7 separate regions of the Mus musculus genome follow, and all the other regions are linked to region 5. A link is a contact called in public HiChIP or PLAC-seq and promoter capture Hi-C data. All regions are on one chromosome and are shown on one strand. The core of a region is the stretch at or near the end of the contact, and the rest is flanking DNA. Distances in the headings are between cores, read along the strand shown.

Region 1 (3,647 bases), core at 831-3,330, 340 kb after region 5:
AAAGTTAGTGGTCTATTGGCATCTCTAAAGGTAAGTGTTCCTAGGACAGAAAGAAGTCTGAGAAGAGGCTAAGAATGGCTTTTTAGAATCCCTGGAGAGAAGGGGATAGAGAGTCATCCACACATGCACCATATATTCATTCAAACATTCATGGAACCTGCTGCACTCTGAGGACATACAGGTGGATAGGACACAGTCTCTGACCTTGAAATGGAAATGACCGTACATCTTGAAACTAAACTTATGGAAGGGATAGTTAAAATATGTATTCTTTCAAAAAATGATTTTACGTGATAGGGAATTTTGCCTGCATGTATGCCTGTGCATCATGTGCTCACAGTACTCAGAGGACAGAAGACGTTGTTAGATCCCCTGGACCTGGAGAAGCCGAGGGTTGCCTGTGGTTGCTGGGAATTGAGCCTAGGTCTTCTGGAATTGTACTCGGAACTGCTAAGCCCCCTTTTCCCCAGTCCTTAGGAGATATATTTCGATGTTGACTATTATAGCCAACTGCTCAATATTTTAAAGAGTAAATAGGGATATATACAATAGGGTCAGTGCTGGAGACACATTGCAGGACAAATTAATTGAGCTTTTATGGCTACAACATGAACTGGTGAGAAAGGAGCTCCCGCAGCATTGACTGAGCTCCCCGTATCACAAAAATAGCGTGCACTAAGTATTTATGTGTAAAATTTTAATTTATCCCTCACAAGACTTCAGATGGACATTATATTTCCTTATGACACCCAAGGAAAGAGAAAAGGATATAAGAAAAGAGACAGGCCCGACACCATACACTAAGTAGTGAATGTGTATATGGTTATTATAGAGCCTGTGTTCTTCTAACATAGTGGCATCCTGTTACAGATAGAGAGGAGAGCAAGGTTCCTGGTCCCAGGTTAGGCATGGGATGACTGCAATCCAGGGATGCAGAGACTTGAGGGGACATAGCAGTTACTGTGGAGCATGAGTTTGGATTTGGTAACTGATTGGAAGATGGGGAAGTAAGTAGGACATCCTAATGTACTGGGCTTAGCAGCCTGTAAAGGAGCCAGCTCTTAGCTCTGGGACTCCCCAGCAGTCTATGGAAGTCACTGACGGCCCATCTCTCCCTCAGAGGGGTAGACTTCTCCCTGACATGCAGCAAGCTTTGCTTTTCCAAAGTTATCAGGGAGGTGGAAGGCGGTATACTGCAGTCACTCTTGCCAAGGCCTTAGGACTTCTGCCCCATGCTTGATCATCTTGAGGACGTGACCTGTGACTTTTCAGATCGGGTGGGGACAAAGGAAGGTGGTCCACCTCAGGAGTATTACCACTTAGACGGGAAAGCAGCACCCCAGACCAAGGAGGCAAGAAGTGGATTTGTGCTACCCCATTGCGCCATAGCAGTAGAGCTGTGACTTCTGTTGGGCTTCATAGTGTGTAGTTCCTGCCCGGTGGGTGAAACCTGAGAGCTCCCGCTCCTTCCGGGAAGGAGTGTTCCTTAAGAGCAGCAGCTGCTGCTTGTCTCCACAGGCCTGGAGTGCCTTTCCCTTGAGGCCAAAGCCCCCAGCTGGGGTGGAACAGGACAGGATTAGATGGTTTGTTTATATGTGCTTGGCTTCCTTGCTTTTGCAAGCCTAGCTCTTCTTGGTCTAAGGCAGGACTCTGGCTGTGATAGAACAGAGGGACTCTGCCAGAAAGGCTGTCTGGGGACAGAGGCAACCTCCTCAACCACCTAGACGCGCGTACAGCCCAGTTAGACCACAGATCTATGAAGCATCTAGCACGCACTCCAAAATGTGCTAGGCACAGTGTCAAAGGAAGAGTCAGCCTTCTTTCCCTCACAAACCTATTCCCAAGCTAAGGCAACAGACATCTGCACAAGAGAGAACCTTTCTGTGTGCCCTGTAAAAGGTGATAGGAAATAAGGAAGAGTCAAGAGGACTGTCCGCGTCCATGCCTAGAAAGATGGGACAAGCTTCCAGTGGAAGTGGGACACTGAAATACGTCCCACCCTCCCCTCGGACCAGGCAAGTTAGTCTTGGTGGTAGCCATCTGGGAGGGGTTGGTGAGCTGGTCTGAGGCTATGGATCCGCAGAGACCCCTAGTGGCCAGGGCAAGGATAGCAGATGGCTGGGCCCTGTATCTGGATCCTGTTCCTTAATCCTTTCACTGGAATCCTAGAGACCATCGGTTTTTTGTTTTGTTTTGTTTTTTTCTTAATCCTAAAATGCAAGGGATTTTGCAAGGTCATCCAGTTTATCTCCCTGTTTCAGGGACAACCTAGTAAGATAAAAATTCCAAACATCTCAAAATACATTCAAGAGGAATGTTTCCATCATTTATTTTTGTCATGCTTTAGGTTTTTACCCCATTGTGTGTGTGTGTGTGTGTTTGTGTGTGTGCATGCATGCATATGTGCATAAATGTGTGTGGGTGTGAGCATGCATGTATGTGTGCATATGTGCATGTGTGTGAATGTGTGTGAGTATTTGTATGTGAGATCGTGTGTGTGTGCTTCCCAGAAATTTCTTCTTTAGGTGAAAAATAACTTCCTGAGCATCTCAGGCCCTTTCCCTATTAAGAGTAAAGACAGAAGTCTTAGGAGACGGACAACTCTTCCAGCTGATGTCAGAGCACAGATCCAATCTTGTGGTCACAGCCAGTTTTTGTGTGCCCCATTATCCCACAAACACACTCCCAAGATCCATCCCAGAGCCCCTCTTGTTTCTTAGTAAATCCCTTTCTCTGAAGAAGTCTTCCTTTTTGTTCCAGAAATGAGAGTTGAAGTAAAACTGATGACCGTTGATTGATGTGCATAAGATGAGGGCAGGGGTGAGGGTGTTGCAGGTGGCACTCTGGGGGCACATGTTCCTTGCTTTTGTAAAGTTGCTTCTCCCTCTGCTCAGCCTCTTCTGAGGGACTCATTGCCTGTCCACCTCAAATAAACTGGTGTGTGTGTGGGGGGGGGTCATACCACCTGTGGAGGCCAGGTTTCTTGTGGCTCTCCAGAGAGACAGCAGAGTTCTTGGACTGAGCTCAGCTTCAGCTGCTTTTGGTGCCTGGTGCCTAGACAGCTCGAGAGGGATGCGAGACTGGATGCTGGAAGTGTCACTTACACTGCAACCACTGTGCTTCTCCGCTCCCTGTGGGTGTCCCTCTGTGAGTGTACACAGCAGCCGCCTGGGTCTGGAGTCAGATAAGCCTCCAGGAAGCTGTTGAGAAGACAACAATACCATGTATTTAGCCAATAGATTCTTCCCCAGGGCTTTCGCTGCTGCCACAGTGGCTTCTTCAAAAAAAAAAAAAAAAAAAAAAATGACGAAGACTGTCCCTAGAGAGTCAGAGCTGCCCTGTCGCCACCGTTCCACAGAGCTACAGACTAATATGCAACCTGACATCACAGCAAGGTGGGGTCTTTGCCCTCTTCTGAGACGGGGGCTATACTTAGATTTCTGAGGCTTGGTACCAAGTTCCAGGGGTGCACCAGAGAATACCAAAGGAAGCATATGACGAGGTCTGTGCTGTCCTGTGTAGCCTTGACTCAACTTCTCCTACTGCTGAATAAAAAAACACTAGGGCTCTAGGGCTTTGAGGACAGATATAACCCTTGCTCTGCCACTCAAGTGACTACAGCCATATGAAGTAGGAAATAAATCATT
Region 2 (3,501 bases), core at 529-3,028, 400 kb after region 5:
GAGGCATCCAGGGAACTCCTCCAGAGAACCACCTCCCATACACAATCCGCTTTTTCTTGGTCTCTAAGAGCTCACATGCTGGTTGATCTGTCCCCTGCTCCCCTCCTCCCAAGCACATTTCTTCCTATTCTAACAGGAGACACTTGGTTGAGATTCCAGATATCCTGTAATGTGGCCTCAAAACATCTTTTGGCTGGTACCGCCTAACCATGCTTATCCTCTCCTATCTCTGCCTAAAACCAGAACATTGTAATAATAATAATAATAATAATAATAATAATAATGAGGAGGAGGAGGAGGAGAGGAAGAAGGAGAGGAGGAGGAGGAGGAAGGGGAAGAGGAGGAGAAGGAGAGGAAGAGGAAGAGGAAGAGGAAGAGGAAGAAGAAGCAGCAGCATTGAAGCAGCAGCAAGTGTATCTTGAACGCCATCTGTTCTCAACCTGGAGAAAGGGCATGGCAGGGCGGTGAGGGGACCACCAGAGGAGCTGGCTGGCAGATGGCAGCATCTATTTCTGCGACGGAATCCATATGCTTGTATCTCTGCCAATCTGCCACCTGTGGTAGCTGCTTGTTTCCACAGCTCCCCCACCAGGCAGAACAAAACTCCTAGGGCCACACTTTGTTCACAGCTGCAGTCACAAGGCAGAACTTCCCAAGGGTCAGGCAGTCCTGGGGTAGAAGGGTGGCTCTTATTGAGAAATGGAGGCTTTTCTTTTCTGTTGGAATTACTTTTATAAGCCCCTGACAACAATGTTTGCCTGTAATTCAAATTCAGATATGACAGGTTGAAATGAAGGCTCTGAAAATGCACCAGGTAGCTAGGTATGTGGTATTTACTTATAATTACAATACTCAAGAGGCTAAGGGGGACTAGCCTGAGCTACACAGTGAGAGCCTCTCTCAAAAATAAAAACAAATAAACAAATAATGGATTATGGATATAGCTCAGTGATAAAGCCCTGGACCCATCCCCAGCTATAAAAAGGTGACCTAGGACTATAGTTCAGTGGAACTATATGTTCATATATACATATATATATATATATATATATATATATATATATACACACACACATATATATATATATATATATATATATACACACATATATATATATATACATATATATATTCCAATATATATAGTTATATAGTTCAGTTGAACAATTTGTCTAGTAAGTGCAAATTGACCCTCAACGCTGAAAAGCAACAGCAAAAGGCCAAGTGTGGTGGTGCCTGCCTGCACAAGGGCTGCAAAAGATCAGGAGTGCAAAGTCATTCCAGATTCAAAGACCATTTCTCACTACACAGGGAGTTCAGGGCCTGAGCCACGGGAGACCAAAACCAAACACATGAAATGTGACTGCTTACATTTTCTGAATTCACTTCAAGTGCACTTGCTTCACTAATTTAGCATTGCACCTTTGACCCAGATCATCTCCCTCTGCAAGTTTCTCCCACATGGGGGTGGGGCTTGTAGGGAAGGGAGGCTCCTAGTGGTTATTCAACAGTTAATGGACCCCAACTGAGGCCTAGTGTGTGCCTCTCTCAGGCACAAAGCTTAAGGGTCTGGGCCTAAATTGTTAGAATAAAGTAAAGGGATCGGAAATTACGGGATTATGAAAGCACTGTTGCGGGTACTATAAGCATGCATTTCCTTGGCTCTCAGAAATCCACCACGGAAAAAACAAAACAAAGGGCTCAGCACACACAATGCACCCCAGGAGAGTCCCGGTTCCGCCCTTGTGTAGCTGCTATCTCTGCTCAATCTCTCAGCTTTCACCACATCCACCCAGACTGTCGGGCCTTCCTCTTCTTTGACTTTTGCTCTCTTTGTCCTGCTTCACCCTGATCTGGATCCATCAAGCCTGTTTTGTTTTCTCAGTCCTCCAGAGTCTGCTTTCCCTGACAGCTTCTGTCACTTCTGAACAAACCCTTCAGACTCCAGACTTCCCCCTCTCAAACCAAGGTAGAATTTTGAGCAAAAAAGCTTAATTGAACAAGAGAGAGGGAATTTGAAAAACAACAGCATCTGGACACTCATTTCTATTCTGTGACACAGACATCAAAGTCACTTCCTAGGCTACTTGTGTGGCGATGACAAAGGTACCTGCTCAAAAAGATACACAAGCTCGATACTTGGTGTTTGTGTCTTTGTGGGCTAAACCTGACATTTATTTCCATGCTGTCAAAGTGAATGAGGTTCTTATAAAACAACAAACAAACAAACAAACAAACACCCCCAAAGACCCCCTATCTACCCAAGGGTCTTCTTCCTAGAGATAAGAAGACATGGACCCAGAGTGGGAACTGACCATAGCAGCTTTTCTTCCTCTTGCTTTGAGGAAAAGGTGTGCATCAGGACTGACACCAAGCAATATAAAGCTAGAAAGTGTCAGGCAGTGGTGGTGCACGCTTTTAACCCCAGCTCTTGGGAGGCAGAGGCAGGCAGATTTCTGAGTTGGAGGCCAGCCTGGTCTACAAAGTGAGTTCCAGGACAGTCAGGGCTACACAGAGAAACCCTGTCTCGAAAAAAAAACCAACCAACCAACCAACCAACCAACCAACCAAACAAACAAACAAACAAATAAAATGAAGCTAGAAAGGAATGCTGAGCCTGTAATGCTTCAGCCTTGTGCAACAGTCTATGAAAGGCTTCAGAGATTGTTGAGTCCTTGTTTCTAATTCAATACTTTGGGATTGGAGCCAGGCAGATTGGGAGTTCAAAACTAGCCTGGGTGCCAAGAACCTGGACCAAACATTTTCCCCTCTTTCTTTAAATAAACAAACACTATACATGCATCTGAAAAACAACAGATCAGGCCTCGTCAAGGCTTTTGGAGCAAGCTGCGTTGGATCCTGCCCTCCTGCCACAGCAAGGACACATCTGGACAGAATCTATGAGGCAATTGTTTCCAGGCACTGGATACAGGCAGTGTAAGGCTTTGGACTGGAAAGAAATGAGGAAAAACCAGATCTACTGAAAAGTATAAGAATACCAGAAGTGGTCAAATATCAAGAATTGTATTTGTTTGATTTTTGAGTTTTATTTAAATGGTTGCTTTTGTTGCTATTCTGAGACAATGTCTATATATCCTCGAACTTGAAATGCTAGCCAAACTGGCTTTGAACTCATAGTTTCCTCTTGCCTTCACCTCCTGACTGTTGGCTTTGCAGTGCTACAATGATCACCCTGAGAATAAATTTAAATGATCTGTTTTTCTTCTTTCAGAAAAATCATTTTGTATTGTGGAATATAAAATATAAATCAAAATAAAATGCATGATAATAGCACATGAATGGAGGGAATAGATAAACTTTCAAGTTTCAGATTTTATCTGAAGAGGCAAAATATTTCTTCTAAGTAGACTATGATAACTGAAAATGTACAATGTGATCTCTGGGGGAAATGCTCTATAAAAATACCAAGGACATGATAGCACAGGCCTGTAATTCCAAAGACCTGAAAATGTAAAGTCTGAAGATAGCTTTGGCAAATTA
Region 3 (3,722 bases), core at 1,028-3,527, 490 kb after region 5:
CACCTTTTAAATAGTTTTATATATATATATATATATATATATATATATATATATATATATATGTGTGTGTGTGTGTGTGTGTGTGTGTATTTATCAATATATATGTTCATGTGTGTATATACATATATACGTATATATATATATATATACACACACATATATTTAAATTTCTTTTAGCTCTTTTACCTCTTTTGCTATGTGAAACTTAATCTAGGACCTCATGCATGCAGGGAAGCATGCAGTTACTGAATTACATCACCAGGCCTCTGTTTACTCTTTGAGATAGGGTCTCATTAAACACCCAGGATGTCCTTGAACTAGCTACACGAAAGCCCTCCACCAGGCCTAGGCTAGCATCCCTTAAAACTTTTTTTTAATTTCTTTTAGGATTTATTTATTTATTTATTTATTTATTAGGCTAGCATCCCTTAAAACTTTTTTTAAAAATTTCTTTTAGGATTTATTTATTTATTTATTATATGTGTGTACACTGTAGCTGTCTTCAGACACTCCAGAAGAGGGCATCAGATTTTTGTTACAGATGGTTGTGAGCCACCATGTGGTTGCTGGGATCTGAACTCAGGACCTTTGGAAGAGCAGACGGTACTCTTAACTTCTGAGCCATCTCACCAGCCCCCTTAAAACTTTTATTATTACTGTGTGTATGTGTACAAGTGTGCACATACATGCCACAGTGGAGGTGTGGACAACTTTGTGGGGTCAGTTCTCTTCTACAACCTTTAGGTGGATCCTGGGTAATCAAATGCAAGATTGTAGATTGTAAGGGGGCAACTGTCTTTACCCACCAAGCCCTAGCATTGTCCCTAGTCCTGACCTTAGCATTTTTTTTTTTTTTTTTAAAATAAAACGTCTGAGGTGACCTCCCACCATATAATGCCGTGGTAAAAGTCTTCGTCAGTTTCGGGCACTGTAATCTTTTGTTTCCCAGACTCTAGAACTGTGAGAAATAATTTATCTATGTAAGAAATTAAGCTAGGTTTTGAAGCCACAGGAGTTTGAATGTATGTAAAGTCCTCATGCTTATCTCCTTCAGATTAAGATGCCTGGAATTAGCTCCTCCTGCCTCAGACTCTGGGAGCACTGGCATCACAAGTGTGTGCTTTGCCGTTATTCTTGCTAAAATAAAACTACATGGAACATTTACTATAAAAACAAAAGAGAAGAGGTATTGAGTTAGGTCCTGGTGTAAAAACTGGTCATGAGCATTTTGAGGAAATGCATTATTGTAATAAGTACTGATTTCAATAGTTGGTGCTTCCCTTCATGGGAGAGGAAAAGAGAAGCCAGCGTCACTGGCACCAAATATGAATGGTATCTGGATGGTCTAATCTTACCGTAGCCTTTGGTTTGAGGCTTGTAAGGCATGGAAGTGTTCGAATTAGTACATCTGTTTATATGTATATATCGGAAAAGACTGGAGTTTGGCAGCTGAAACCCCTTCCTGTGCCCGTTCTCAGTACCATCCTCGGAGGGCCCGGGAGGAAAGGTCACCCTCGCAGGGGCCCGGCGATGCTAAGCTGCTCCTGATTGCCCAGGGCTAGCCGCTCCGAGCCTTGAGATAATTTCTGCAGGCTATTGCCGGCTCAGCCCGACTCGGGCGGTGACACCCTAAAAAGGCCTCCCGGGCCCTTCCATAAAGTCAGACCTGAGTGAAACGTTTCGGTGAAATTTGTCAAAGGTCCCTTTATCGAGGTTACTGCAAACACAGAAACAATTCTTGGGCTTATTAGTTGACACATCTTACACAAGGTGGGTTCGTGTGAACCATGGAGGCTGAGAGTTTTCACAACATATCTTCTCTCCTTTAACCGTTTAATAGGTAACGGGCCATTTCTACCTTAAAAAACAAACGGATCTGCAGCCCAACTTTTCCGGACGTGGTACGACTGCCGCTTTCTTTACGTATTTCCGCTTCTGCTCATGTGACCAGGGTACAGCGTCCACTCCTTCCTATCGCCGCTCCTTCCTGGTCCGCAGACCGACACGTCACTGCTCGGCTCTCAACCAAACTGTTCAGAGCACGCTCTTTCCGCGCGTTTCGCTTTCCCGCGCCGGCCTATCACAGTTCGGTGGGACTTCATAGTCACGCCTCTCAACAGGGTGAATGACAGTCACATTGTCCATTCAAAAGGAGGAATCCAGACTCGATCCACGCCCTCGAAATGACAGACAGAACCGTTATCCTGTCGGTCCCCTGAAATATACATCGACGGAGGCTAGCCAATGCGGAGCGGGCAGGGAGGCGGGCCTTGGCTGCTGTCAGGGTTGAGTGCGCCGCTGAACGGATGGCAGGGGGAGCAGAGTGGGTTCCTGAGGAGCATCCGTGAGGTGAGAAACTCTGGGGTAGCGCTAGAGGATTAGCGGCAGGTGCCGCGCGGGCTGTTGGCCGGCCCGAACGAGGTGCTGGACACAAGCCTGTAGAGGTGGGGAGCAGAGCCTGCCTGCGGCCTGGGCGGAGGAGGGGGCGTGGAGTGTGAGATGGGGACGTCCAGGCATTGGGGCACCAGACGATCTGAGGAAGGGTCTTGGCAGAGCAATGCACTCTGGCCATGAGGGCGTGGGGCACAGGATCCTGGGACTAGCTTGGAAGGGCCACGCGGAGTGTGCTGAGATAGTGGGTTCGAAGTCAGTGAGGGTGCACAAGATGACGTGGAAACGTATGTGGGAAAACCACCGAGGCTGCAGCCCTAGAATTTAGAGCTCGGGTGGGTCAAGGCTTGCAGACACAGCTGAGAAGCAGAGAGATGATGAGCAGATAAGAAAAGCGTCCTTTCCCTTTCTGTACCCTATCGGTGTGTGGAGATTGCCAAGAACGGTATGAAAACTCGCAGTGTTTAGCTTTAAAGTCCAGGTTTTAGCACTCTCGCTGCCTTTGCTTACTCTTCAGGTGTGTGGATCATATTAGCTCAGTGGTGTTTAGTTTCCATGTCACTTATCTCCTGAGAACAACTACAAACCCAAGAGATGGGACTGAGTTGTTCACTTCCCAGAATTAGTGCGTGATAAGCCTTCCCTTTGGAATTATAATTAATCACACCAGCCCAAACTGCTCTTTTGGTATAGTTAATTAAAGGAAAGATGTTAGACTTCGCAGTGTGAGTCTTCGTGTTTTCCATTTTGTCCAGTGTTTTCCTTTTGCAACCCCCTGGTCCCTGGAAAGAAGGGAACAAGATAATGCAGTTTCCCCTTTCCCAGCATAGTTTTGAACAGTGCTACGTTTTCTCAGTTGCCACACTCTTTGTTTCTTAGTCCTTAACATACCAATTGTCTATAATTGATCACCATTCTGAACTGTCTGCAGATTGCTTCCCTTACCACCATTCCAAAATTTATTCTGGTCTAGAAGAAACAAAATTATTATTATTATTATTGTAATTTTGCTCTAGATTTTCATCTGGTGCTCCAAGTTCTCTCTGGGTCATGAAATGAGTTACAGGGAAATAGACCTGAGCAGTAGTTACAGTTTGAACTTTGAAAATGAATATGTAGTGGGTGGCCTGAGTATATTTCTCTCTTGAGTGCATGGATTGAACTTGCATTAGTGACCACCTGCTCTTTAGTTGGCCAGAGAGCATGCACACTGGGATTTGGAACAGAAAAAAGCTTGTAGCCAATCAATTGAGGCTTAGATTTATAGCTGGAAATTATGTCTAGTCAGTCATGATTTCTAGATTTCTCCTTTCACTTCAGTAAGTAATGTT
Region 4 (3,724 bases), core at 364-2,863, 420 kb after region 5:
CTATAGTGTAAGTGTTCCATACAATCTATTCCACTTATTAGGACTCCAAATATGTGGTGTAATTTAGAAGAGGAACGCACAGTCCTCAACAGACACTCGGAAGGAAACATGGGAAAAAGCCTCTCCCTGCAGCCTAACAGTACAGAAGCTGCAGCTTGGGTCTGCAGTACAAGTCCCCAGTCTGCTTCACTGAGCTGAATGCATGGTGGATGAGAGGGAGATTTCATCGTGCCTCCCCTGCTGGGCCTCTTTGCACCTCCACACATGCCATCCCATCTCCCTGGTCTTTCCATCACTTGTTCTGTAGACCAGTTGACTCTGTGCTTCCCCTCCCATTCCCATATAGATCCTTAAAATGCCCTCTGTTATCCACTTCCAGACTCCCACTGCTCTTCTGCAAAACCTGGCTAGTATAAGCTGTCCATTTTGCCAGAAAGAATAAATACTCATTTGCACATGGCTCAGCAACCCCTTCACCGGACTCGGTACCCTCCCCCCCCCTTCTGTTCCATTCACCTCCATTTCAGACCTCCTCTCCCTCTTCTGTCGGAGTAAAGAAAGGCTCTTCTAGGCAGCACAATGGCTGGCACTCTGAGGATGCACGGCTCATCCCACGCAGCCCCTGCTCATACTCCACTGTCTTCCCTTTGCCAAATAAGACCTGGTCACCGGGATGGGTGAGTCGTACTTGGAGACAAGATGCAAAGGGAAAGACAAGAGGGCAAGAAGAACGGATTGTATAACACCCCTTCAGCTGAACCTCCGCTCTGCAGCACCCTGGGCCCCAAGGATGAGGGCGGGCTCTGCACACTCCTTTTCGTCACACTCGTCCTTTCTCCAACCTGCTCTGTGTAGTAAAACAATCGCTCCCAGAGGACTGCAGCCAGAGGGTCTGACACTGCGAGAATGCCCCGTCTGAGGAAGGCTCCACACGCCGCGGAGGGGCACAAGTAGATTGCAGGATCAGATTCGTAGGGACAAAGATGATTTTGAGACGCCTAAGATAAGCGGAACACATAACGGTCCTGGAATGACATATGGAGTCCACATTGCTCCAGCACCATCAGATAGGGTTTCCCGGCACTGTGTTGCACATGAACACACACACACACACACACACACACACACACACACACACACACACACACACACGATGCTCTGAGATGATGCTACCAGTACCCACTCCGGGGCCCTTGAGCTTGAGCTCCCGCAAGACTGGGAAAGACCAGGACGACGGCCCACGAACCCTTCTTTTTACTTCTGAGGAAAAGACCCAGAGGAGATGAGAGTAGCGCATACCCGAGGAATCCTATGAGAGAATCTCCAATCCTCTGGTCTTCTTCACCACCCGAATTCGACCCCCCCCCCCCCCACACACACACACACCCGCCCCCAGGACTGGGGCTAGTCCAGACTAAGATCGCCTTTCCCACCACCGCACCTGAGCGGGTCCTGGAGGAAGGAATCGGATCCCAGGGCTCAGCCAGACATCCCCAACCACCGACTAGAGGTGGCCCGGTGCAGCACAACGTCAGCGGGCAAGCCAGCCAGCGAGCGCTCCCCCGCTGCTCCGGCTGCGCCTGGTCCCCGCGCTCGTGCCCGGGCTCCCGGAGGCGCGCCCGCACTCGGGAACCCGCCTAACGGGCGCGCCCAGGGCCTGAACGTCATCCTGTCGTGAACACTCATAGCTTCCTTAGAGCACGTGGACCTACCTTTATTAATATTTATGAATTGCCGTTCCTCCCTTCTTTGATACTGGCCCTTCTGCTTCCCACATGAATATTCAGAAGCTCCGAGATGGGGGCGTGCAATCGCTACCAATATGGATTCTTCAGATGGCCCAACACTAGGTTTTGTATAAAAATGCAGGCAAATGGAGTAGATGGGCAGGCAGATACTGACAGACACACTCAAAGAGCCTCTGGCACTTTTTGGACTGCCCTTCCTATTCTATTAGGGGTTGTAGTGGACAAGCCAAGAGGTGCGCCTTACTCCAAAGTCGTTCATAGCTCCAAGGTGAGGGGGCTGGATGGTGGGAATAATTTTGTCATCCAAAACTGTGGAATGCAAGTGAGAAATTTGAGTGAGGGGGATCCAGGAATAGAAAGACTTCAGACTTTACACCTCACACGTTGATGTGCTGTATGTAAATCTGTGCTTAGAGATGCTATTCATATAAAATCTAATAATGTAGTTTTAAAAAAAAGAAAAGAAAAAGAAAGAAAAGAGAAAAGACAGCACAAGAGAGGCATGTCTGCCTGGTGACACCTCCTAATTTTGTCTGATTTTAGGCCAAACCAAGAATGACAGCCGGGAGGTGAAGGGGGTCTTCCCTATGTTGATTTATGCACTCTTATCACAACAGTTCAATCATGAGGGGCAGGGAAGGCAGGGGGACATCATCTCTGATGAAATTAGAAAAAGTATTAGCCATTCTGCCCTCCTGGTAATTAGAAACATGAGGGTGTTTTTCTTGTTAGAAAAAAAAGTGGTCATGAGAGCTCAGCAGGTGAAAGGTGCTCATTGTCTAAACCTGAACCCGACTCTGGGGACTCCCATGAATGTGCTAGAAGAGAACTGAGTCCACAACATTGTCCTGCAACCTCCACAAGAGCACTATGGCAACTGCACCTATATACACACACACGCAAAACAAGAAATAGATGCTAAACCCTATTTTTCTGGCGTCATGTGGTTTTGTGACCTTGGGAAAGTTATCCTTGCTGCGGCTCACGTTTTCATCAACATAATGAGGGTTATACCTCCCACTTCCGAGGCCTGTTGTTAGATTAAGGGAGTGAACTCATGCAATGCACTTCTAGGAAGGAGAGGAGGAGCTATGACCCTTGGCTACTTCCTTAGCAGAAGCTTTAATGCACTTTTCTATGCTGGTTTTGATTGGTGATGGTGGTACGAGGTGTAGTGGAGGTTGGGGTGGGGGCTCAAACCATGTAGTCAAGGGTTGATCTTGAACGTCTGATATTTCCACCTTCACCTCCCGAGTGCTGAGACTACAGATGTGTACTTTCATACCCACGGCTTGTTTTTTGTTTTTTGTTTTTGTTTTGTTTTGTTTTTATGTGCTGCTGGGAATTATTGTGCATGCTTCTCAACTCCTAGAAATTATTTCTTAGATCTAGAAAGATGGTTCAGCAATGAAGAGCACTAACTGCTGAGAAGCCAAAATTCCATTCCAGGAGATTCAACACCTGCTTCTAGCTTCCAAGTGTCCCTGCAACTCAAGTGGTATATATATATATACTCAGACATCAACACATAGTTATTACAAAAATAAATAATACATCTTTTTAAAAAAGACTCCATGTGCAATATTCAGAGTATGAGAGAGGCTTGTGAGGAAAGTACTGGAACTGAGAAAGAGTTTGGTCTTTGGGAAAGAGTTTGGTCTTTGCAAACCCCAGTGTTCCAGCTGAGCATGGTGGCAAAAGTGTGCACACCCGGCACTCAGGATGCTAAAGCAGGAGTAAACACTTACTCTTTTAACTTTAGGGCTAGTCTGGGCTACATGGAAATTAAATTATGCAAAATGATGTAAAACACCTGGAATTTGATATTCAGTGTTAATTATTTTGTTACTGGTTTTGTGAGGATTTGAAAGCACTTCCTGAGGACTGGTGGTCTAGATGCCAGCACACACACAGACCAGCTGAAATAGTGACATGTGCCAAGGAAGGAAAACTCAGTACAGATTTGGTAATGATAT
Region 5 (3,277 bases), core at 492-2,991:
CATAGGCAGCAAAGACTGTTTGAGCTCTGCTCCTTAGTACTTGTTGGCACATAATGGGGCATACATACTCTTACAGCCTCAGAGCACTTAGAGTAAGAGCTTATGAGCACCGTACAGTTCCAGCACTCAGCAGATGCAACTATGGAAGATACCAGCACACCTCTAGAAAAGCATGTGAAACAAACAGTGTGACTATCTTTCAAGTGGAGAGACAGCTGTCTTCCACTGCTGAAGTCTAGCTAGCACCACAGAAGCGCTGGCAATAGTCTCTCCATTCTTCCACTGATGTCTACTTACTGAATAACCTCGCATGGCTGCAGCTTCCTTGGTTCATTTGTATGGCAACCAGATCCTTCTCTTAGTCCTCTAGAAATCAGTAGCTGCCATTCTGAGGATGCCAGCTCACTCTGTGTGTCTTCTGTTTAATCAGGAGTGTTTGCCACCTGGGTTTGAAGTGCCCAGGGCAGATGAGAGCTTAAAGTCATGTTACCTATTTTGATACCCATGTATGCCCCACTTCACTAAATGGTAAAAAAGGGATGTGGAGTTTATTTATTTAGTGTGTGTATGTATGTCTATTTTATTTGGTACATTTGCCTGTGTATGCACATATGATGGCCAGAATAGGACCCTGAGTGTCTTCTGTCATTCTCCATTATTGTCTTACAACAGGGTTTCTTACTGAATAACAGACACTCGGTTTGGGGGGCTGGCTGGCTGGCCAGTGAGGCTTTCAAGCTCTACTTGTCTTCCTCTCCTAGTGCTGAGGTCAGTGGCCTGGGCAGCCATGCCTGCTTTTTTATGTGCATGCTGGAGATTCAAACTCCGGTTCTCATGCTTGCACAGGAAGTGCTCTTACTGAGCCATCTCCCTAGACCCTGTACTTAGGGATTTCACTGAATTGTACTACATGATACTCTTGGTTTCCAGCATTTTACACGACATGGCATTTGTGCCTCCTGCCTATTGCCTTCTCCTTCCTCTAATCCTTTACCCCTGCCCTTGACTTGTTGCCTTTATTTCTGGCACTAGACCCATACTCCCAACTGCTGGTATTATCCAAGGGTTTTATAACTCTGCTTACCCTTTTTCTGCTTGATACCAGGGCTGACAAGCCAAGCCCATTATCCTGAGTCCACTGTTTGGTGGAGTTGTTACTGCACCTCCTTGACCTTGCTCTGAATACTGGACACTCCTAAGAGTTAGGAGTGGGTGGGGTAAGGGCTAAACCCATTCCTATTTTATGTACTATTAAAAAGTTTACTTTTGAGGCGAATACTTTCCCTTTCCACCCTCAGTATTTTGCCCTTGGTTTCGTACACAAGAATCTCGTCGCAGCTTCTTTTTATAGGTGGAAATTTACTCTGAATCTTTAAGCTAGAGGCAGTCATTTTTATGAGCACGGAAGACCCTTGTAGCTCTTCACTGCCACCTGGCTGCGTGCCTGGAAAGTGGAGATTGGAGTATTGGCAACATAGTTAGTTACTGGCTAGTGGAGCTTTAGGAAAGCTCCAGCAGACTCAGTGAACTCAGATTCGTCTGAGCAAGCAGAACCAGAACCTGAGAGGTGGGTTTGGGGATCATTTTCCTCCCTGAGACACTTCCAGGGCTCCCAAAGAGAGCCCGCAGATCATGAGTCAGCGCGGTGGTCCCACTGCGTTCACTTACACAGAGCACCGGATTTGCTTTGTGTCAGGGCACAGAACTGCTCAAGACAGGTAGCACTGCAGGAAACCCAACGTCACACAGAGTTGATGACTTGTAGGACTGCTGTTTTCAGTTCCCCATCCCCTCGTGGGTAGTGAAATGGAAAAGCCCAGACAAGAAAGAGGAGCCCCAGGAAACTCAAGACTGCTGGTTTCTGACTAGGAGAGAAAGTTCGAGAAAACAGATGGCAGTACATAGAAAACAGTGGCTAGTGAGCACAGAGGGATAGCTAGGACTTGCACTCGGCGCGACCTAGAGGGCAGGCCGGTCATGTTCAAGGGGCGGAGGCTCTGGCCATGGGCCTGCCTGGGGCGGGCCAGTCGGCGGGGCATTTAAATCGCTGCCGCCGCTGGCCGGGACGCGCGCCGGCTCTGCACCCTCCATAGTCTCAGCTTCGAGTGCCGGCGCCTCAAGATGCGGTCCTCCCTGGCTCCTGGTGTCTGGTTCCTTCGCGCCTTCTCTAGGGACAGCTGGTGAGCAGGGCTGGGGAGGGAGGCTGCCAAGACGCGCAGAGACTTGCTCGGGCGGCGGATGTTTCTGCTTGTCCCTGGAGTGGGGGATGGGGTTCTAGTTCTATCTGGCAGGGCTCCTTCGGTGGCGCAGGCGTGGAAGTTTAGTAACACAGAACTATTAATTCCACATTAGCCCAGACTTCTGTCTAACCCCGGTGAAGAACAAACAGGGTGCCTAGGAGTCTTCATCCTTTTTGGTTTGCCACCCCGTATCTGCAAACACAAGCGCACAAGCGGGTACCTGTGGAGTGCCTCCAAGTCTTATCTGTGTATTTGGAGGATCCGGATTTGCCTTTGAGGAACCCAGGCCAAGAACTGGTAGAATATAAATGGAGCCAGAGAGCTTAAGGCCCCTATTGATTAGATTAGTTAACAAGCCAGAAATCACTGGTTCTATTAAGCCTGTCTGACCCTTCCAGTCTCAGGGATACCTAGCTAGGGCAAGATCTCTGGGATCAGAGCTGCAGCTGCTCCAACACTGGGTGGTCACCCTTAAAAGCATGAGCTGGCATTGACAGCAGCTGCTCCCAGGACCACAAGGTCACCCTTGTGCTGGGAGAAGAGGTTTTAGCCAATCTCCATTGAGCTTTTGGAGCAGTGTACTTGGTCTGCAAGAGGTGGGGAAGGAAGAGTGTTAAAACATTTTGTTAGTTACCGTCATTTATAAACTATAAAACTTAACAAAATAGCCAGTTGCTGGCTTCTAAAAAAAACAAAACAAAAACAAAACAGATGACACAGCAATCTCAAATCTAAATTCTCAAACTAAACTAAGGGTCAGATTGGGCAGATACTTAGTCATCAATTTGGCCTGGTTTTAAAATAAGTCATTTTGTTTCAAGGTCTCTCAGGCTAATAATCATCTAAAACATTCTTTAGATGGTTTATGTGGTCCTTTCTACATTTGGAACTATTAAACAGTTTTATGTTTTCAGAAAGAGAGAAAATGTCTCTCAAAAGGAGATGAACACGAGAGTGAGAGCGTGTACTGCCCTCATAATGAAGGAGCTAGAAGATGTCATAATTGGGTAGAAAGAGAATTCAAGGGGAGGGGAGAG
Region 6 (3,200 bases), core at 622-3,121, 360 kb after region 5:
AGAGGCTGCTTTCCTTTGTCACTGCTAACGCCAGCACTTCAAAGGCTGCAATACTCCAACTGCTCCCTCTGTGAGCTTTAAACATCTTGCCCAAGTCACCCCATCCTCACCGTACAAACTCTTTGCAAGTATTTAATCATCACATAACTTAATAACGTCTTGTTAAATGCCATGCCTGAGGTCTCACAATAGAGCTAGTTTGGGAGCCCCAATCTCTGGGACTTTAAAGAGTCCAAGCATTTCTTGTCTACTAGCAACAGGAGCAGAAAGAAAGATCCTGGTCTGAGAATGCTGGATGGCTTGGCGCTCTATGCCCAAGACCTCCAGGTCTCCTTCTCTGTTTCTAGGATTAATCCATAGTCTCTTTAGACTCTCCCAATGCCTACTGCCTGTGAGGCACTTGTGCCAGAGCCTCAGAAAGCCCCAGAATTACATTAACTCAGTGTTGTCTGGCTCCACACTCAGTGGCCTCCAGACCCTCCTCCTTAGGTTCTCCCTTTCTTTTGTTTCTGATTCCAGGTAGGTTTTTTGTTTGTTTTATTTTTGTGATTTTTTTTTTTTGTGGTGGGGCGGGGGGAGGATATTGTTTTGAGAGTCTCTTGTAGGCCAGGCTGATCACTCTGCTTTCACCTCTGAAGTGTTGTGATTATAAGCATGAGCCACCACACCCAATCAGACTTTTCCTTTCTTTAATGTCACTCAGTTCAGCCATCTTCCTGTGGCTCTGGCCACTTCATATTCCCTTTCCATACATTTCTACGGTGCTCAGCGCCGAAACTTCAGCATCTCCAATTTTGCCTTTGTTTTCCTCTATCAGTGGTCATTTATGTGTAAAGATGGTGCAGACACATTCTTAAATGTGCACTGTGTCCTCATGAAGTGCGGTTCAAGAGAGGGAATAAATGTGTAATCAAGGCCAGACCAGAGTATGCAAGACCGTAGGAGATATCTGTACCACTCAGCCCTCCGCAAGGGAACGCAGAGCCATAGTCTGAAGAACCGAGGTGGTAGGACCATCTGAGTGACTGTCCTATAACTCACTCTATAGACCAGTGCTGGAGTTAAAAGTGTGTGTCACTACTGCCTGGCCCACCTCACAATGTTAATATGTTTGATTAAATGAAGTTAAATGTATGGAAGCGTTGCAAAGGATTAAAAGGTCCTATGGCAGTAGTGTACCACTGTATATATCTGGTCTCTCCAAATTCTTAGGAAAAATCTGGATACATAGTAGATATAAATAACAAGTAATTTAGATTGTATTAATTCATGCCCCTTCCCCATGTACTGCCTTTTGGGGGCTTTCAAGACCATTGTTGATCCTAGCTCTGAGAATGCCTGCCTTTCTGGGGAATCAAGTGAGAGTCAGGGGAAAGTGCCTTGCGATCAATACTGAACTGACTGTAAAAACCGCCCTGGTCCCCATTGTGTGGCACTGTGCTGGGGGAGTCGAAGGCACGTGGGAGCTTCTTGTGTACACTCCAGATGCATTGTCCTCAAGAGCAAACATTGCCCTTTTCCGGTTCCGGCTCCCCATTCCTGAGCTGTGTCCATGTGCTGGGTATGAACACCAGGACAATCTAGCCTCCATATGCCCACAATTCCTCATTAGCCATTCTCTCCTTTCAGCACCCCTATCCCACTGAAGATGAGAAGAGGCAGATTGCCGCGCAGACAAACCTCACCCTTCTGCAAGTAAACAACTGGTGAGTTGGCATCACCTGCCCACAGGCTCTCAGATCCAGGAGCACATGCTTGGCTAGGGAACTCTGAGCAGGGAGAGGAGAGAGAGTGCCCAGACCTGCCTCAGCCTCAGCTCCACTGCCAGGCCAGATACAAGGAGCTGGAGTCAGCCTGGCCTGGCCTTCAACTGCAGCTTCACAGCACCCTCTGCTGGGAAATTGGGTCAAGTACATCCATGGAAACCTAATGAGTTTAGGGGGAAAAACAAAACAAAACAATACCACTGCTAGAGAATCTGGGTTCACCAGCCTAGCAGAGACAGACCAGAGGGTCTTACATCAGATACCAAAGGCACATCCAATCCAGCAGTGGTTATCTGGTCTACCCAACTCCATGTATGCTGAAACCAAAACATTTTACAAAGTAAGCTAGGAATGAGGAGGGAGAGATGCCTTCCTGAACTGGCAGGGATGTAGGGTGTCCTTGTCTGCTTCTGGTCAGGATGGACGGAAGGTACTAGACCCTAAAGCTAGGCCCCTGTTATAAGTCCAAAAGTTGGTGACTGTGTCCACAGCCCTTCCCTTCTCTGTTCAGTTCTGGTGGATCTTGAGTAAGGATTTCTGACAGCTCCTCATGCATTCTTCCCAGAGTCTTTGATCACCAAACCTTGGGTAATTCACAAACTCCTCGGGCATAGGATTTCTTACCTGTAGACTAGTACCCCTGCCTACAGACATTTGCGGGGAGCAGCTTAAATGTCACATTTGCTCACCCCAACACTATCCATGCGGCCCAGATGGTGTCTAACCAGGTCTTCCCCATCACCCCTGGGCAGGTTCATCAATGCCAGGAGGCGCATCCTGCAGCCCATGCTTGATGCCAGCAACCCAGATCCTGCTCCCAAAGCCAAGAAAATCAAGTCTCAGCACCGGCCCACCCAAAGATTCTGGCCCAATTCCATTGCTGCTGGGGTTCTGCAACAGCAGGGTGGCACCCCAGGGACGAACCCTGATGGTAAGACCAGGCCTAAGGATGCCCTCGGTTGGGGTTGGTGGGGCTCCCGAAAAGCAAAGATTCAAGGGTGAATGTCTCCTTCCCCAGGGTCCTGTCATTACTTTCCACAGTGCTTGTACCAGGTTGTTTTGTTGTGTTTTGTTCTGTTTTGTTTTTAGAGAGAGAGAGCTTACTAAGAAGGGATGTTCTGTGCACATTTTTGGTTTGTTTTTGTTATTGCTATTATCTGTGATTTGTTTTGTTTGAGGCAGGATCTCATGTGGTCTGGCCTCATATGGCCAAGGCTATTCTTGTATTCTGATCCTTATGCTTCTGCTCTCTTAGTGCTAGGTTTCCAAGTATGAGCCACAACGCTCATCTCTCATGTAAGTTTTAACAAACTTAAAGCAAGCTCACAATGGAATGGGAGAGGGTGGTCCTTGGAGTCAGTGGTTGCTCAGCAAGAGCCCTTTTCTCCTTGCTCCTCATACTCCCAAGTTTCTGAGCACAGACACTATCTACTT
Region 7 (3,397 bases), core at 438-2,937, 400 kb before region 5:
CCCATGTCAGATCCCCTAAAGCTGGAATTACAAATAGCTGTGCGCTACAGGATGTGGTTTCTTGAAACTGAACTTGGGGCCTCTGTTACTCATTCATTCATTCATTCATCCATCCATCCATTCATCCACCACTCATTTTGGAATGCTAGAAATCAAACCCAGAGCTCTTCACCTATAATATAAGTGCTTTGCCACTGAGTTAGATCACAGCCCATGGATTTTAAAAAAAATTCCCCAAGCTGGACATGGTTGTCTATGGCTATAGTCCCAGAATTTGGGAGATAGAAACAGGAGGGTCAGGAGTTCAGGGTCATCTTTCCCTACACAGAGAGTTTGGCACTGTTAAGAACCCAGTCTATCAAAGCCAACAAATAAACAATACCTTCTTTTTTGTCAAATTTGCAAGAAAATTGCCTTAATTGTAAAAGAAAAAGTCTCAAGTGAAAAAAAAAAATAATAATAAACATGTTTGGGACTATTCCACTGAAGTCTACTGGCCAAAAGAGCTTTCAACTAAAGCAGAGGCTGGGACTTTCCTCCTCATAGACACAACACACGAAGAAGATGAATAATACAAAAAGTCAGATAGATGTCAAAGTCTATGAGAACAAAATGCAGCTAAACAGCAAATCAGGCAGTTAAAACTAACGCTTTATTAAGAATAAAGTCAATTTCGATTACTATGAGTGCTTTCAGATTCCAAGCTAGAATTCCAGTATATATTTTCAAAGCAGTGTATTTTATAAGTTGTCACAATTCTGATGGCTTTTAAAACCAACTAAATCCACAGGAGCACCTTAGGTATTTGTGAAGGCAAATGGTACCCTGGAGTTGCATTATTAAGACCCAACCAAGTTCAAAAAAAGCAGCTTGTTACATGGGCAGTCATAGAAGAGTATCTACACGCTTTTTCTCTTGGGTTGCAGTTTGTCAAAACTGCAATGGTTTTTACAGTTTTCAGAGATTAAATACTTGGATCACTTACTGAATTCTAAGTTGTCTTTATCAGTATTAGGTTTTTCTCTAGTAATTCAGTGAGCGCGTTAATTATGTAACATACTTCTTGGCTTCCATGTACAACCGTAAACGTCTAGATTTGGAGAATTTAACAATAATTATCTTTTATATGAGTACACTAGTTTGGAAATCCACCCCATCTCATTTCTTACTTTGAGAGGGAGAAAACAAACAACAAAAACAAAATGTGAAAAAGAGGCTCAGTCAATTGGTTTGACACTACTGAAAGAAAAAAACGATAGGAAGTATGTGTACTTGAAACGCTCCTGGTTTCATTTTAAAACCACTGAAAGCCGACCTTGTGCTACTTAACATTTTATTAAAACAGTTTGCTAACTAGATACCAAGCTTTGGGGCAATCAAGGTCTTGTTTTACTATCCCCGAAGTTCACAGCCTAAGAAACACTTGTGCGATCAGCACATATGGGAAACTGAGTTCCCCGCATTAGTATTTAAGTCTGCTAAAACCCCAGGAAGGCCTGCTGCTCAGAGCAACCTGGGAAAGCAGATGTGGACGTGCATTCCCTGAGGGCACCTGCCTGAGCGTCTGCATCAGGACTTTAAACTCTTCCCTACTTCGCTGGCTATCAGCCGGGTAGGACCGGTTCTTTCCAGCTCCAGCTCCTTGCAACCCTGAGCCACACCCGTCCTCCCAGCCCACCGCTAGGTCCGAACCACCGCAACTTCCAAACCCGGAAGTTACACGTGGCGGTGCTTTTGCGCAACTTCCGGCGGGTCTTCCTTGGGAAATCGACTGGGAAGTGCCGAGGATCGCCATCTGTTTCTGCCTGCGCTCCATCCCCTCCGCGCCCCGGAGCTCCAGAACCCGGTCTGATCATGAGCGTGTTGAGCGGCCTGGCCTCCGAGCCGCGCACCCCGCTGTCCAGCAAGGCCAGGATGAAAAGGCTCCCGAGGAAGAGCCAGAACGAGAAGTACCGGCTGAAGTACCTGCGGCTGCGCAGAGCAGCTAAGGCCACGGTGTTTGTGAGTCTGGGTTTGGGTGGGGACTGTCTTCCCCACCTCAACTCTCTCAGAGAAAGAATATCCGTCCAGTGTTAGTTGCCTCGCTTGGGAATATTAGTTCCATATCCTTGCATAAGTTATTCCTCTAGTCCTGTCAACTCCTCTATAAATGAGGACTGAAGAGTGCTCCGCCAGCAAACTTTAGTCATTACCTTCTTGCTACTTTTCGTTTCGAGCCTAAGGAGTGTCTTTTAAGGCGAGCACACTGAAATGAAGCCCAGAGGGATGACGTGCCCTAACTCCAACTTGGATACCCTGATTCCAGTTTATTATTTACTCTACACAGCCTGTTTCCTAAGTACACCCAACCCTAACGCCATGGCTGCCGCTTTCGTAAACAGGCACCTAAATCTTTCAAAATTGTCCTGGTTGTAGCTCCCTTTGACGAGGCTTCTAGGTGTTTCTGCCTTCCCTCCATCCGAAACTGAAAGTGGAACTCAACATCAGGAAACAGGCTACCTCCTCCTGCTGAGGTGTATAGACACTTCCTGCTTTAATTGTAGGGATTTAGGATTTGATGAGTAAACTTCTTTACCAGCCAAGAAGTATTAGGGTCTAATAAATCTGATAACAGTCTAATAAATAGACTATTCTAGCTTAGCCAGTCACCTCAGTGCTTGCTTGGTAATAGGTATACGGTCCATATACCCTCACATCTGAACCTGCAGTTTAACACTTCTTTCTACAAGGTCTTTGTAGACGTATCGGGAAAAGTTTTGACTTTCAATTTGTTGTTGCTAAAACATTTAACGCTTGTATATGTGTCGAGGGAAATATGAGTAAATCAGGAAGTCAACACCTTATACTCACTGTTCTCTCTTGTCACATGATGTCAGAGCCTGCCTAATGCTTACAAGTCGACATTTAAAGATAGTGTTGGTTTCGTTAAGTATACAAAGATCTTATGAAACCAAAGGGTCTCCGTGTACTTAAACCAACTGATGCCTTGAACACCAATTTGAGGCTCCACCTGTGAAACACCCAAATAGGCATTTCCTTCAAAACTGGTTTCAAGACAGACTGAGCCATCAGTAAAGAATGATGGTACTTGGGTATATGCAAATAGATGATTAATTAAGAATTTTACATGCAAAACTTTTCATCCTTTTCTCTTCTCTCCCCTCCCCTCCTCCCCTCCCCTCCCCTCCCCCTCCCTCCCTCCCTCCCTCTCTCTCTCTCTCTCTCTCTCTCTCTCTCTCTCTCTCTCTCTCTCTCCCTGTAATTGTTCTGTAAGATACAGTGGGTCAGATTGTCTTTGCAAGGTCAAAGCTGTAAGCATAGAGAGTCTTTAGAATTCTGTAGTGGAGAACAAAAAAGAATTTTGTAGGGGGTCTAAATTAAGTCCAAGTCCTATATC

Evidence for each region. Promoter capture Hi-C pulls out the DNA fragments that hold promoters and counts their contacts. HiChIP or PLAC-seq counts read pairs in DNA pulled down with a chosen protein or histone mark. Capture Hi-C pulls out chosen DNA fragments and counts their contacts.
Region 1: a contact with region 5 is called in an H3K4me3 HiChIP or PLAC-seq map of craniofacial prominence, with 3 times the contacts expected there. The contact joins the enhancer-like site here to the promoter of Slc37a2 in region 5. A contact is called at or near these places in 15 of 39 promoter capture datasets (the 3T3-L1 cell line, 3T3-L1-derived adipocytes, the C10 cell line and 10 more), 6 of 115 datasets of contacts at active chromatin or transcription factors (craniofacial prominence, embryonic basal ganglia, embryonic stem cells and 2 more) and 2 of 9 other capture datasets (adipose tissue and pancreatic islet).
Region 2: a contact with region 5 is called in a promoter capture Hi-C map of embryonic stem cells, with 2.2 times the contacts expected there. The contact joins the enhancer-like site here to the promoter of Slc37a2 in region 5. A contact is called at or near these places in 7 of 39 promoter capture datasets (cranial neural crest, embryonic stem cells, frontonasal cranial neural crest and 3 more), 3 of 115 datasets of contacts at active chromatin or transcription factors (craniofacial prominence, embryonic stem cells and neural tube) and 1 of 9 other capture datasets (embryonic stem cells).
Region 3: a contact with region 5 is called in an H3K4me3 HiChIP or PLAC-seq map of embryonic limb bud, with 2.9 times the contacts expected there. The contact joins the promoter of Stt3a here to the promoter of Slc37a2 in region 5. A contact is called at or near these places in 5 of 39 promoter capture datasets (the 3T3-L1 cell line, cranial neural crest, frontonasal cranial neural crest and 2 more), 3 of 115 datasets of contacts at active chromatin or transcription factors (embryonic limb bud, fibro-adipogenic progenitors and stem cell-derived neural progenitor cells) and 3 of 9 other capture datasets (adipose tissue, liver and macrophages).
Region 4: a contact with region 5 is called in a promoter capture Hi-C map of adipose tissue. The contact joins the promoter of Fez1 here to the promoter of Slc37a2 in region 5. A contact is called at or near these places in 5 of 39 promoter capture datasets (cranial neural crest, frontonasal cranial neural crest, hippocampal neurons and 2 more), 1 of 484 Hi-C or Micro-C datasets (LSK cells), 7 of 115 datasets of contacts at active chromatin or transcription factors (craniofacial prominence, embryonic basal ganglia, embryonic forebrain and 4 more) and 3 of 9 other capture datasets (adipose tissue, embryonic stem cells and pancreatic islet).
Region 6: a contact with region 5 is called in a promoter capture Hi-C map of cranial neural crest. The contact joins the enhancer-like site here to the promoter of Slc37a2 in region 5. A contact is called at or near these places in 16 of 39 promoter capture datasets (the 3T3-L1 cell line, 3T3-L1-derived adipocytes, the C10 cell line and 9 more), 8 of 115 datasets of contacts at active chromatin or transcription factors (craniofacial prominence, embryonic basal ganglia, embryonic midbrain and 2 more) and 2 of 9 other capture datasets (adipose tissue and pancreatic islet).
Region 7: a contact with region 5 is called in a promoter capture Hi-C map of embryonic stem cells, with 6 read pairs. The contact joins the promoter of Tbrg1 here to the promoter of Slc37a2 in region 5. A contact is called at or near these places in 5 of 39 promoter capture datasets (the C10 cell line, cranial neural crest, embryonic stem cells and 2 more), 2 of 484 Hi-C or Micro-C datasets (both in CD4 T cells), 3 of 115 datasets of contacts at active chromatin or transcription factors (bone marrow-derived macrophages, embryonic stem cells and memory CD8 T cells) and 2 of 9 other capture datasets (adipose tissue and liver).

What each region holds. Positions count from the first base shown.
Region 1 is chr9:36,914,989-36,918,635 of GRCm38.p6, reverse strand. The region is part of intron 7 of Pknox2 (Pbx/knotted 1 homeobox 2); the gene reads left to right. Among named protein-coding and RNA genes, the nearest start is that of Gm34652, 57 kb to the left of the region's middle. Within about 2 kb of position 2,080, at least 70 of the 459 cell types and tissues checked have an H3K27ac peak or open chromatin away from gene starts, as enhancers often do. A contact at or near this core is called in craniofacial prominence and neural stem cells, where this site is marked.
Region 2 is chr9:36,855,923-36,859,423 of GRCm38.p6, reverse strand. The region is part of intron 3 of Fez1 (fasciculation and elongation protein zeta 1 (zygin I)); the gene reads right to left. Among named protein-coding and RNA genes, the nearest start is that of Fez1, 25 kb to the right of the region's middle. Within about 2 kb of position 1,778, at least 35 of the 459 cell types and tissues checked have an H3K27ac peak or open chromatin away from gene starts, as enhancers often do. A contact at or near this core is called in embryonic stem cells, where this site is marked.
Region 3 is chr9:36,766,177-36,769,898 of GRCm38.p6, reverse strand. It overlaps Stt3a (STT3, subunit of the oligosaccharyltransferase complex, homolog A (S. cerevisiae)), which reads left to right and starts at 2,277. Exons shown (of 18, transcript NM_008408.5): 1 at 2,277-2,349. It overlaps Gm26787 (predicted gene, 26787), which reads right to left and starts at 2,012. Exons shown (of 4, transcript NR_166654.1): 1 at 1,859-2,012.
Region 4 is chr9:36,830,629-36,834,352 of GRCm38.p6, reverse strand. It overlaps Fez1 (fasciculation and elongation protein zeta 1 (zygin I)), which reads right to left and starts at 1,613. Exons shown (of 10, transcript NM_183171.5): 1 at 1,442-1,613. It also overlaps the pseudogene Gm27219.
Region 5 is chr9:37,254,202-37,257,478 of GRCm38.p6, reverse strand. Slc37a2 (solute carrier family 37 (glycerol-3-phosphate transporter), member 2) reads left to right here and starts at 1,741. Exons shown (of 19, transcript NM_001145960.1): 1 at 1,741-2,180. The coding sequence starts at 2,122.
Region 6 is chr9:36,893,817-36,897,016 of GRCm38.p6, reverse strand. It overlaps Pknox2 (Pbx/knotted 1 homeobox 2), which reads left to right. Exons shown (of 13, transcript NM_001029838.2): 11 at 1,630-1,706; 12 at 2,519-2,697. Among named protein-coding and RNA genes, the nearest start is that of Fez1, 63 kb to the right of the region's middle. Within about 2 kb of position 1,871, at least 36 of the 459 cell types and tissues checked have an H3K27ac peak or open chromatin away from gene starts, as enhancers often do. A contact at or near this core is called in neural stem cells, where this site is marked.
Region 7 is chr9:37,655,602-37,658,998 of GRCm38.p6, reverse strand. It overlaps Tbrg1 (transforming growth factor beta regulated gene 1), which reads left to right and starts at 1,687. Exons shown (of 9, transcript NM_025289.3): 1 at 1,687-2,001. The coding sequence starts at 1,855.